Regions from separate parts of the Mus musculus genome. Here all the other regions are linked to region 2. Evidence: chromatin contacts called from public Hi-C data. All regions are on one chromosome and are shown on one strand. The core of a region is the stretch at or near the end of the contact, and the rest is flanking DNA. Distances in the headings are between cores, read along the strand shown.

The links. A called contact is a pair of places that touch in the nucleus more often than the background predicts.
Region 1: a Hi-C map of pre-megakaryocyte-erythroid progenitors shows a contact between it and region 2, with 2.3 times the contacts expected there. The contact joins two enhancer-like sites. A contact is called at or near these places in 1 of 15 datasets of contacts at CTCF or cohesin (CD8 T cells), 4 of 484 Hi-C or Micro-C datasets (the N1E-115 cell line, bone marrow-derived macrophages, nephron progenitors and 1 more), 4 of 115 datasets of contacts at active chromatin or transcription factors (T-cell acute lymphoblastic leukemia, double positive thymocytes, embryonic stem cells and 1 more) and 3 of 9 other capture datasets (adipose tissue, liver and pancreatic islet).
Region 3: a Hi-C map of double positive thymocytes shows a contact between it and region 2, with 1.5 times the contacts expected there. The contact joins two enhancer-like sites. A contact is called at or near these places in 4 of 484 Hi-C or Micro-C datasets (DN3 thymocytes, bone marrow-derived macrophages, double positive thymocytes and 1 more), 6 of 115 datasets of contacts at active chromatin or transcription factors (T-cell acute lymphoblastic leukemia, embryonic stem cells, large pre-B cells and 1 more) and 1 of 9 other capture datasets (embryonic stem cells).

Annotation. Positions count from the first base shown.
Region 1 is chr6:87,254,397-87,258,471 of GRCm38.p6, forward strand. Antxr1 (anthrax toxin receptor 1) reads right to left here. Exons shown (of 18, transcript NM_054041.2): 10 at 1,387-1,485. The region is part of intron 3 of Gm38851 (a long non-coding RNA gene); the gene reads left to right. Among named protein-coding and RNA genes, the nearest start is that of Gm34170, 26 kb to the right of the region's middle. Within about 2 kb of position 1,490, at least 61 of the 459 cell types and tissues checked have an H3K27ac peak or open chromatin away from gene starts, as enhancers often do. A contact at or near this core is called in bone marrow-derived macrophages, fibro-adipogenic progenitors and pre-megakaryocyte-erythroid progenitors, where this site is marked.
Region 2 is chr6:87,150,830-87,154,764 of GRCm38.p6, forward strand. The region is part of intron 17 of Antxr1 (anthrax toxin receptor 1); the gene reads right to left. Among named protein-coding and RNA genes, the nearest start is that of D6Ertd527e, 48 kb to the left of the region's middle. Within about 2 kb of position 2,217, at least 167 of the 459 cell types and tissues checked have an H3K27ac peak or open chromatin away from gene starts, as enhancers often do. A contact at or near this core is called in DN3 thymocytes, T-cell acute lymphoblastic leukemia, bone marrow-derived macrophages and 3 more, where this site is marked.
Region 3 is chr6:87,225,760-87,229,680 of GRCm38.p6, forward strand. The region is part of intron 12 of Antxr1 (anthrax toxin receptor 1); the gene reads right to left. It overlaps Gm38851 (a long non-coding RNA gene), which reads left to right. Exons shown (of 4, transcript XR_003956461.1): 3 at 1,536-1,765. Among named protein-coding and RNA genes, the nearest start is that of Gm38851, 4.6 kb to the left of the region's middle. Within about 2 kb of position 2,397, at least 20 of the 459 cell types and tissues checked have an H3K27ac peak or open chromatin away from gene starts, as enhancers often do. A contact at or near this core is called in DN3 thymocytes, T-cell acute lymphoblastic leukemia and double positive thymocytes, where this site is marked.

The sequences.
Region 1 (4,075 bases), core at 240-2,739, 100 kb after region 2:
TCCCTAACCCCTAGGGTTTGCCCTCACAGAAGGCCAGTTCAAAAGCTCACTGTTTTGGGATGAAAAAATCAAATCCTCCGAGAGTTTCTGCCTTTCCTTGAGACTGGGGATTTACAGTGACTTTGGAAGCAGCTTCTACATTGTGGACAATGAAAAATGGTTTCAAACAGCACACACATTTTGGACACACAAGAGCAGTCCCAATGTTAAATAAAACTAACTGAATGCTTTCAATGTTTGATATTATCCCAAGCCAGAGATTCCAGATGTCTATGAGGAAGCCGCTGCTTGTGTCTAAACACAATTAAGAGGGTTTCAAGGTGTCAAGGAGAGAAAAAAAGGTGTGTCCTTCAGTTTTCCTAACTTAAAAATAGCGTTAGACCCCCTGTCTTCTGGGGCCACAAGGAGAAGACCCAGAGTGGGCGGTGAGCTGCGTGTGGGTGTGGTCTGCCTTCCTTCCCTCCTAAGCCTCTGGGCTGCCAAGCAGAAAGGATTGAAGCCCAGGAGCACCCAGTGTGATGGAAACTACAGCCCCCTGTGGCTGCTGTTTATCACTGCAGACAGAAGTCAGGAATTGTCCCTGTGATGGACGCCAGATGCAAATAATAACCAGGCTCCCAGCATCTGCCCTTCTGGAACCAGACCTCCCTCCATCTCTCCTGGACAGCCACTGAGTCACACGTCTTTAAATTCAGATCTTGCCTGCTGCAAACGCCTCCCCGAGGTTCCATTGTTATGATGATCTGTTTTCCCTCATAAGATACATTAGGTTTACTTCCATTTTCCTGACTTTATGTGAGGAATTCATTACAATGAGAGTTTCTTGGCTACTCCCAGCAAAAAACCTTCCAGATTGAAAAAGTCCCAGAGTCCACACATGCGAGTCCAGGATTCTGGTTTTTGCTTTATTCAGGATTAATCTGTTTAGACCATCTTGTTTTCATTCTTCCTCTAGAGTCTCCAGTGCTTTGTTGAGAAGCCTTGAGCTCCACAGGCCCTAACTAAGCTGGGTCTGCACGGGTGGTGAAGTACTTAGGCCACAGGAGGGAAGCAGGCACTCACTGCCTCCTTAGGGCTGGTTCAGTGCTGGGGATACAGAGGGACAACTCATGCCAAGCCTCATCTTGCTCCCCAAGATGGGCAACCTTGTTTTGTACCTACCCAGGAGGGGTCCAGATTCAGGTCAGAATCAAGAACGTCAATAGACCAGTTCCCCCACCACCACCACCACCACCACCACGTCATTAGCACTGAACAGGTCTCTGAAGGCCCCTGTAAGAGGCTGTGCTGGGAAACCTCCCATCCCCCACCCCCAGTGTCATATAAATGACATTGCTGGCAAGCCCCCCCCCCCCACACACACACACCAGCGACACCAGGACTTACTGAGCGTGACTGAGTCATTGATTTTGAAGCTGCAGAGGACCCTGTCCACATTGCGGGCATGTCGGAAGCCATTTCCTCTTACGACCACTTGAAAGGACTCTGAAAAGAGGAACCACAGCACATGTTACATGACCATCGCCTGTAAACTCGCTGTCTGCCCGCCACAGAGCCCCTGGCTGCGATTTCAAGAAGCTTCAGAATCCCAGGGATCAGGTCAGGTAGGAGATCAAGAGGGACACGGAGGTTTCTTCTACTCACTGAGCGTCCCTACCGTAGCTCCTGCCTGCAATGCCCCCCACCCCCGCCCACCTCCTCTCTATTTAAAGCTTACCCACTTTTCAAGTCTAGACCATTCTAAAACAACCAGAGGGGACAGAGGGAAGGGTCCTTCCTTCCTCCCCAACATCCCTCCTTCAGTCCAATTTACGGTTTGGAATCTCCCAGGAGACTTTCTTCAGACCCCAGATGCCTCATCAGCCTAAGGTCCCTGGCACATCAGAGCCTGCGCTTAAACCTTTGCTGGGCACACGGTTATGTAATGTCTGGTCATGGGCTTTAGTCTCTTTCTCCCCCAACCAGAACAGCATTCCTTGAGGTTAGCAGTTGTATGAAACCTCTACAGCTCTCTCCTCTCCCCTGGGGACACAGCTGTCTTGTGTAGGTGTCACTGTATACAGCTACTGCACTCTGTGGAGGTCAGGTGGCAAGCATGACCTGCTTGAAGGGACACTGGGACTTCAGTGCACTGCCATTTCTCTATGACTAGAAGAAACCTCATAGGCTTGCATATCAATTTCACACTGGTAGAGTGTACATCCAATTATTAACATGTACGATTGACATTGTTACAGGTTAAAAAATCTCTTTATAATATTGTCCTACCAAGGAAAGCAGCCAGTTAGTGACATGCGAATACCTGTTTATACTAGATATCAGGCAATTGATTCTATTTTTATTTATTTATTTATTTATTTATTTATTTATTTATGTGTGTCTGTGCACTTGCATCTAGAGGCCAGAGGAACAACCTTAGACGTTGCTCCTCAGGAACTGCCTATCCTGGTTTTTGAAGCAGAGTCTCTCCCTGACTTTCTGGTTGCTAAGTAAGCTGGGCTGGAGGGCCAGTGAGCCCAGTTGCCTCTGTCTTCCCAGTGACAAAGTTACACATATGTACCACCAGGATGGCTTTAAGAGTTCTCTCTTCTTGAACCCATGTTCTGGGGATTGAACTCAGATCCAGGTACCAAGCACGTTACCACCTGAGCCATCTGCCCAGACCTCACTCGCCTTTATCTTGATTACCTGTGTATCATTGAAAATTGGGGTTTGGAACAATGCTTTAGCAATATACAGAGACAGCGCAGGGTCAGAAGAAAGCTGCGGCGACTGTGAAAGTGTTCCTGAAGTAAGCAGCTCCCCAAGCAGAGACTGTCAGAGGGAGAATGTGTTAGGGAGCTAGCACATGTGACTCTTTCAAAGCTAAATAAATATCCTGAGCTTATGTCACAGTCATCCCCATGGAACTCAGAGATCTTGTTTGCCAAACCAATCACTGATGGCTAATGGCCCCTCATTGTGCCAGTCCAGTGATGAGCACGGTATGGATTTGATATCATTTCCATCTCCCCACAAGCCAGTGGGTGCAGCTGAGAAAGTGATCTCGTAGACAAGATGGAATCACGCAAGAGCACACAGATTAAAAAGACCCCAGACCTGATCTGGAATCCAGGGCAACCAGGCACCAGTGACTGCTCACTTTGCCCTCATCCGCTATCCTCCTAAAACCATTTGGTAATCCTAACTTTGGACCGGTGGCTCATTTGTCAAGACCTACACATGAGCCAGAGACTAATTGTGAGGAAGCCAGAGGCATGGAGGGTTGATATTGCAAATAGGAGGGAAAGGGAGGAGTCAGATGAGACCAGGAGGGCAATGGGATTAAAGTTCTGATCTTTTGATAATTTGCCCAGAACCAGCAAAGTTAGACTCATATTCTCAGGGTCAGAGCCTTGGGTTGGGAACTTCATTAATCGATACTTTTTTTCAGGACTGCAGTCATGAGCAGTAAGGATTTATATACGCATGTTGATACTTGCACACAATTGCTAAGTTAAGAAAAGTGGATTTAACACTTTATATGCTCCACACTCCGGTGCATTGCTGAACATCATCTGGTTCAGTGGGCGGTAGACACTTACTGCATCTTATTTCCTCAAGTCAGCTAGTTTCTAGTTTGAATGCCAGGCATATAGACATCTGGTTGACACTTCTGCTGATTTTGCATGTTTTCTGCCTTGCCTTAGGCCTCCCTCCCGTTTCCTCACAGATCAGCAAAGGGAGAGGAGAGGCTGGAAAGAGGCTGCACGCCAAGCTCCCTTCTCTAACACCATGTTCAGCACCGCCAGTTCAGCTGTTGAGGCCTCTATAAAAGAAGGTCCCCACATGTCTGGTTGGCTCAGCCTCAGCTTGTTGAGGAAGGAAGACAGCAGGGACCCAATGATGAGAACCAAACCATGCAACCACTTAGGCCTGGGGAGAAGAGCCGGAGTGAGAGGCGGGCTCTTACCCTGCCTGGCACAATTTTCATGTCAGTGCACACATTTGGTTTCCAGAACAGCTCAAACATCTGACCCAGCAGCCCCACTGGAATGCCAGCGCCTTGTACAGAGAAGTTGTATAATCCAACACT
Region 2 (3,935 bases), core at 967-3,466:
GAGTTGCCCCGGGCACATGACCACGTTTCCCAGCCTGCCTCAGACAAGGTGGATCAGGGGGGAGAAAATGGCGACCAGACTCATGGCCTCCTTTGCAGCAATGGAAATGAAACAGAAGAGATATGTGCAGGTCTAGCTTGTGTCTTAAAAATGAAGAGCAGAAAAAGAAACAAAACCAAAACCAAACAACAACAACCATAACAACAACAACAACAACCATAACCACAACAACAACCACCACCACCACAACAAAGTGAAGCGCGTGACCTCTCCTTCCGGTCTTGGGATAAGGACCACTCCTAGGGGTTGGTGGGATGATAAGGCTGAAGGCCTCTGGGCCTTTGCCCACATGGGGAGACCATACTGAACACCTTGTTTGGATTTATTGAGTTTTTGCTGGATCAGCTGATGGGTGATCCAAAATTATATAATTCAAGAAAGGCAATCCTAAAGAAAAAGTTTAATTGCAAAGGAGAGGCCACAGGACTAAGTATCTAGAGGCTACGGCAGGCTCTCGCGGTGACATCCCGGGGTTAGGCAGAGCTTTGGGGGTGCCTCTTAATTTCCGCTAGGTAACTGGATGTCCTGCTGTTCTCAGGTGAGGCTCACCGTGACCCTGCCTGCCTCCTAAACTGAAACCAAAGGCGGACAGTTCTCCGGAGCCCTGGAGGCTCTCAGATGACATCTGCAGTTGTACGGTCAGAGAAATGGAAAATTTATAGCCCCGAGAATCTGGGATTCATTTAGGAGCATTAATTTAAGTGATCCAACCTCAAAATTGTTTTCAGGCCTCCACTAGGCTCCAATATCCTTCCTCATTATGAAACCCTGTACAGCCAGGCCTGCAGTGCCCTGGTACCGACCAGCCTCATTTCTGTGGTTCAGGAGAGACCTCATCAGCTCTAAGATACGCGGGCTGGGCCAGGCTGATGTTCTGTATGATCTGGGGAGAAATCACTCATAACACTCCTAGTTAGATTTCAGAAAGAATCTTTAAAAGAAAGACCTGCCTTAAACCTATTAGAGAGGGTAGGGTATAAATAGTCTTGATAATTCCTAAATTAAAAACAACCTGGGTGGCAGTGGGTGGGTAGTGGAGCTGAAGCCATGGGCATGTTGGGCGAGGCTGCTGCTGCTGCTGAGCTGGGTGCCCAGCCCTAACAAAGCCTATTTGTTCCTAAGGACTGGACTTAGGAAGAATCTCGGCTGGTGTCTCCTGCATCAAAGAAATGCCGCTGGTCTGTATTCTGACCCAGGCTCACCTCAGGCTCAGCTGTACCTGGTTTCATAATAAGGAAGGACACTGGAGCCTACTGGAGGCCTGAACACAATTTTGAGACGGGATACTTTAAATGAATGTGCCTAAATGGGTGGCATCGCCTGGTCCCTCCTGATTGTACAATGCCTTACCAGCAGGGCAAACGCCATTTTGGGTGCCTAACCAGGCTCTGGCTACTCTACTCACTTCTCTGCTTTCCCATGTTTTCTGCTCACTGCTGTGACTCCCACACTTTCCTCTTCCAATGAACTGAGGAGAGCTGTGGGACAAGAGTGGCCTGTGTGTACTCCTGCCTTGATGGTCAACTCCGCAGCCTTCAAGTGATCGGCCTTCCACGGGTCTCTGACTCACAATGGCTAGCGATAGAGCTGGGCCTCATAGGGCCTTTCTCGGAGACCAGCCCTGGAGTGAATTCAGTCATGAACTCAAATAACCCTGAGACTCCTGGGAGAGGAAAGGTGACCTCATGCTTACTAAGACCCAGGTTGCTCAGCCCTGGAGGACCCCGCTGTGAACGGCAGCGGTTTGGCTCAGTGTCCCCTCTGAGGCTGTGGTCGCTGACCCCTCCCATTTAACTAAGGAAGAGGTTCCCGAGGCTGACAGATGTGGCTGACAGATGTGGCTGGGTAGGAGGCAGAGGAACGCAGCTGTGAGAAGTGATGGCCCTGGGCCCAGAAGCCTTGTCTTCTTGTGGCTGCAGCCATTTCCACCTGGTGCCTTTGTGTTTTCTAGTGCCCCCCTCTTTCAAAGCTCAGCACTTTGTTGTAGTATATGGTCTGGAAGAAGCTTCTGGAACAGTACCAGGCACCTCCCCGTGTTCCGTTAGTAGGCTGACTGGGGAGCTGAGGAAGGAGGCCGTGGCGCTGCAGAGGGACCTGGGGTTTAACGTCACCTCTGTGTGCCTCTGCTCAGCTCACGCCCCACCTCCGTCCTGTCTCTTCCTATCTCACTGTTTATGAGGAGTGCAGCCTTCTCTGTCACGTGCTCGCAGTATTCTACCCAGGCAGTGGGACCAGCCAAACTGAGGCTGAAACTTCTGAAAGGGTGAGCCATAGCGAACTTCCTCTTTTAAGGTAGCTTTCTGAAGTGTTTGTCACGACGATGAAAGCAGACACGGTTGTGGGTGTGGGGGACCCTCAGACATCTTGTCTTGAGATCTGACACCCTGTTCTGGGCCCTACACAGATGGCGTGTTCAGACTACTCCCAAGTTTCACAGTTAAAAATTGAGGAGTCCTTTAGGTTCTCATACTGAGATGTTCTTAAGATGCCGGCACGTTAGCAAGGGGAAGTCCCTAGATATGGCCACTGAGGAGTGAAGGATTATCAGAGTACTTATCTATACTTTTTAAAGCTGTGCCATGGGCTTTGAGGGCCGTCACATCCAGTGTTGGTAAACGTCTGTGGAAAGGGATTTGAGGACGGGACAGGCAAAGAGATGAAGGTATAGAGAGCACGGAGGGCTGGTTGGGTGGTTCTCACATGGTCTGAGCCATCTTCCTGGCCTGGAAAAGTGATGTTTTTAAAGGTGCCAGCAGCCCCAGGCATATGTTTTGGGGAATTGAGACAGCAGCTGTGTGGGATCGGAGCTAGGTGTTGCATGAGTCTGAGCATTGCCCCACAGCTGTCCAGCACATCCCATAGTCCCGCTTGCCTGTGTAGAGCACCTGAGCTGATGGTGGGGCAGTGGGCACTTGGATGCAGAACAAGCCAGGTTTGCGGTTTCAGGGTACAGCTCTCAAGGGAGGGAGAGTCGTATGACTGCTGCTTCTTTATTAGGCACAACCTGAGTCCAGATGGGATTCAGCAATCTCTGTGTGTGCACAGAGGCCGTGGTCAGTCCCAAGTGACTTCCTCAGTTGTTCTCTACCTTGACTTTTGAGACAGGGCTTCTCACTGAACCTGGAGTTTGCTGACTCAGCGGGGTTGGCTCTCCAGGTGGCCTCAGGGATCTGCCTGTTTCCACATCCCCAGAGCTGGGGTTCTGGGTGCACACTGCCATGCCTGGTAAACAAATCAACAAACACCCATGTTCTGGAAATCAGACCAGGGCAAGTACTTTACCTACTATGCCCAAGGGTGATATTTTTTATGGGAATAAAGGGGCAATCTTGAAAGACTGCAGGCATTGAACAGTGTACCTTCTGAGGAGATCCTAGTTTATTTTAGGATATTAGTTGTACTTACTTTTGGCTTGCTACTGCCAGAGATAACCTGACTGTACTGACACAGACCATCTGTGAAAGATGGCTGACACAGTAGCCTGACCTCATCACCTTCATTGCTACACAGAGACAAAGACCTGGCCGCTCTGTCAAAGCGGACAGCAGCCACAGTGACTGTGGATGGGACAAGGTGGAAGCGAGGACACTCAGTGTTCATGTGTCAGGGTCTAAGCTCACAGGGGCACAGAGTATGGGTTTTGCTCCCTCAATAGCAGCAGCTATGAGTCTGAGTACACCTGCCTGCTCTCAGGCTAAACAACTCATCGAAGATCTTCAGCCCCTTCCTCATAGGTGAAGCCACGGATTTTTAGATGATTTTTACTCATCATTTCAGCTTGGTTATTTTGATTGTAAGAATGCAATGTGTAATGAAAATGTTAGACATTTTTCACTTTAGGAAACTCTTAAATATTAAAGCTTTTTTTTTTCTGT
Region 3 (3,921 bases), core at 1,147-3,646, 75 kb after region 2:
TATTTCTGGCTTATCTGGCATCCCTGTCCCCTCATGTCACTGGAATCCTATCCCCTGCATCTGTGTCTGTTGGCCCGCCCCTTCGCCATCTCTCCTCCTTGCTTCCCAGATTCTCCCCAGGTTTCTGCAGGCATCTAGCTTTGGGAAAGCCAGCACGCTCTACGGAGCCATCCTTCCTTACTCCCCTCCCCTCTCCTGCCATTAAGAAATCTTTCATTTCCTTAACTCTGGGTTTAACCATTCCGAAGTCTTCATTTTGGTGGCATTAGGTTGGGATGAGGTCTGGTTATTGGGTCATGTGACTCACAGGCCCATTCCCAGTCTGTTGCTTTCTTTCTAGCCCTTTCTAGCTCACTTTCTTGCTGGGTTTAAACTCTGATCTAGATACAAAAGTCTTTATCCTGAGTCTAGACTGGTCCCCTGCTCCTCTTCCCACTGGCCTCTCAAGCACAGTGGTCCAGGTTGAGATTGCATTTCCCACTCTAACCTGCCTGCTCTCGTCCTCTGTCAACCCCAGCTGGAAAGCTGAAGTGAACTGAAATTTTTTTCTATCCTTTTTTCTCCCCTCTTACCACTTGCCAGTGTATCCTGTTTCTCTGACCCACATCCCAATCCAATCTGGCTCCGCCCCCTCCCCTGGCAGGTGAGGTTAGAGTCTCCAGGTGGCCTTCCTTACAGAGGCCAGATCCACCCCAGGTTTTCAGTATTCCGCTCTCTGCTCAGCACTGAACCTGCTCCTCCTCAGCCTCCTGTCTGTGACTAAAAATATTCCTAACATTTGAGAATTTAGTGGCAACAGCACACCCCTCTCTTTGGAAAAGGAGTCGCATGCACATACAAGCTCACAAGTTTCTTCCTGAAAGTCCAGGGCATCCATCAAATCCTGAGAACCCACATCCCCTTGAGCGTGCACAGTTCTGGTTCCTCCTCACCAGCCCTTCCTCAGGTCTCCACTGCCCTCCAAACTCCCTTCTTGGTGCTCTGACAAAGCTCAGTGGGACCTGGTGCTGTGCCCACTTCACCTTTCTCCCAGTTTCTTCCTGAAATATCTTTTCTAACCTTCATTGCCTGGACAACTGACTTTTGGTGCTGGATAAGACAAAAGTCTCTAACACATAAAGCAACTACTATGTGCTTGGCCTTCCTAAGGCACTCCAAAGATACAGAAGACTTTGCAATCACAAACCACGTAGCTGGACGGGAAGACAGAGCAGAGGGTGTCACCGCCGACCTCTAGGGGTTGTGCTTACATTAATTCTGTCTCTGGATTTTCTGTATCTTACAACAGCGGTTCTCAATCCCCCTAATACTGAGACCCTTAAACACAATTCTTCATGTTGTAGTGACCCAACCATCCGACTATTTCGTTTCTACTCCATATCTGTAATTTTGCTACTGTTACAGATCACAGTGTGAAGATCTGCTGTGCAAAGAGTCTTTGCCCCACAGGTTGAGAATGCTGTCTTACAGGGGTTCTTTCTCCGTGAGGGAGCTTCCAGAGTGTACATCCGATTTGGTCTCTTTTCTCCTTTTAGGCACAGTACAGTGTTTCAAATGGAATGACTTGTCCAAAGGAATGACTGAGAACAGTGACTTAACTATGGATAGATAGGAAGAAATGAGAATTCAGCAGGTAATGCCTGTCATGCGTCTCCTGAAGCTACATCCCTGCCACAGACCCTTGCTGGAAACAACCCTACCAGCCTCTCTGCAGAGAGCTTGGCTTTGGACGAAGAAGGTGACAACACCCTACAGCACAGTACAGGTAAGGCACTAGCCAGGGCACAGTCTGTGGCAAGTCCAGACAGCCCTTGGCTGGCCTTGGGAGTACAGTGAAACTGGGGGGCTGGGAGTGGAAGGAAGATAAACCAGAGGTTCATGGACAAGGCGCAGGTAGGATGGGGAGGCGCCACAGAATGCAGGATGCTCACACATACAGTATCTGTGGCAAATCGGACTCATTCTAAAAGTTTTAATGGCTTCCAGGTCTTCTTCTTAAAGACAGATTTGACATATATCTAGGCTGGGCTTGGACCTTCTGTGATGATCTTAAGAACTTCAAGTGTTAGGGGTGCCTTTTCTAAGTCCATGAACTCAGGTAAAAGGAGACTGTTTTCATGCTTGAGAGCGAAGCCGCTTTCCTGATGTTGGGTTGTGCTTAAAAGAATCCTAGGAATATTTTGGTTGTCACTTATTCAAGTACTTTTTAATCTTGGAAGGAATTGAACAAAACATTAAACTCTCTGCTCTGGGCGCTGAGCGAATGAACACCTGCTTTAGCAGCCACATGAAGGCAAAGGAATGCAGGCGGGCGGGCGGGCGGGCGCCTGCAGCTGTGGCACTGTGTCCAGGGAGAAGTATGCCTCTGAATTTCCTGTGACTCTAGTACATATGGGGGCACAGCTGTTCCTGGAAGGGGCAGGTGTTTACCCGTGAGACTTCGCTGCTCTCCAGGGGACAGAGGGAAGAATGTGTTTGCTTTGGGGACTCGGGTGATATGATTTGTGTCAGTCCCAGATGAGATCTTCTTTACAATTAAAAAAAAATTAGACTCATTTGTGTGTAGTTTCTGTGTGGGATGGGTGGTGTGGTGTATGTGGTATGTGCTGTGTATTGGGGTGTGTGTGTGTAGTATGGTATGATGTATGTGTGGTGTGGTGGTGTGTGTTGTGTATGTGTGTTGTGTCTGTGTGTGCTATGAATGTTTGTAGTGTGTATGTTTGTGTGTGGTGTGTATGTGTGTGTGTCTGTGTGTGTGAGTGTGTGTGTCTGTGTGAGTGTGTGATTGTGGTGGTGGTGGTGGTGGTGGTGTGTGGGTGTGTGTGTGTGTGTGTGTATGTGTGTGTGTGTAGGTGGAGGGCAACTCTGAGGAGCCGGTTCTTTCCTTCTATGGCAATGACTCTTGGGGACGGAACTTTGGTTCTTAGACTTGGTGGCAAGTACCTTTAGCCACTGAGCCATTTCTAAATAAGATCCTGAGGAGAAAGTCACCTGAGAGCCCAGGACAATGTGATTTATGGCAGTGTGACTATAAGTTGCCAATATTGTCTGAGCTGGGCCAAGCATCTCCCACTGGGTCATGGCCTAGCCTGCTGATTTTGTGTTTAAATTGTGGTCAGTTAGCTTAGGAGCCTCAGGAGGAAGGTCTCAGGCTCTACTCTTGATCCAATTTCCCACATTGTTACCCTCCTCTTTCTTCTCCTCATTCTTTCCATGTTTCCTCCCACTGATCCAGCTTCTGGATCCTCTACGTTGTGCATCCCATGTTGTCAGCTCGCCATCATAGCTGGTTACTAACCCAGAAGTCAGCCTACGCTTCAGCCCTCTGGCTTAGCCTGGGCCACCAGGAGCAGGTGTGAGTGGGCACACTGGCCGTCCTCTAAGGCCTGTGCACCTGTGGCACACACACACACACACACGCACGCACGCACGCACGCACGCACGCACGCACGCACACACACACACACACACACACACACACACACTGCCTCAGGCTCTTATTCAACAACTGGGCTCATTAAATATACAGTTTACACAAGCTTATATCGGATGTTGGGACACCTCAAAGCTTAAGTTGTCAAAGTAGAAAGGGGGAGAGACCGAGAAACAGAAGACTAGGAAAAGCAAAGCTAAACTAGGGCAAAGGCTGAGGCCTGGCACGGGAGGCCCTGGCTTCTGACCCTCTGACTGGAAGACAAGGATCCTAATGAAATATGGCAGTCACAAATTACCTTAAGGCCACACAGCCTCAGCACTCGGGGGGGGGGGGGGGGAGGAGGGAGAGGTCACAGCAATTTGACAGATTTTAGTTGGAGAAATGGGAGAGTAAAGTATAAACTATAATAATTCATAACACTCCTTATGAGAAGGGAGGAGACTGGGCAGGGTGGGTGGGCAGTGACCCCAGTGTGCATTGCTCTC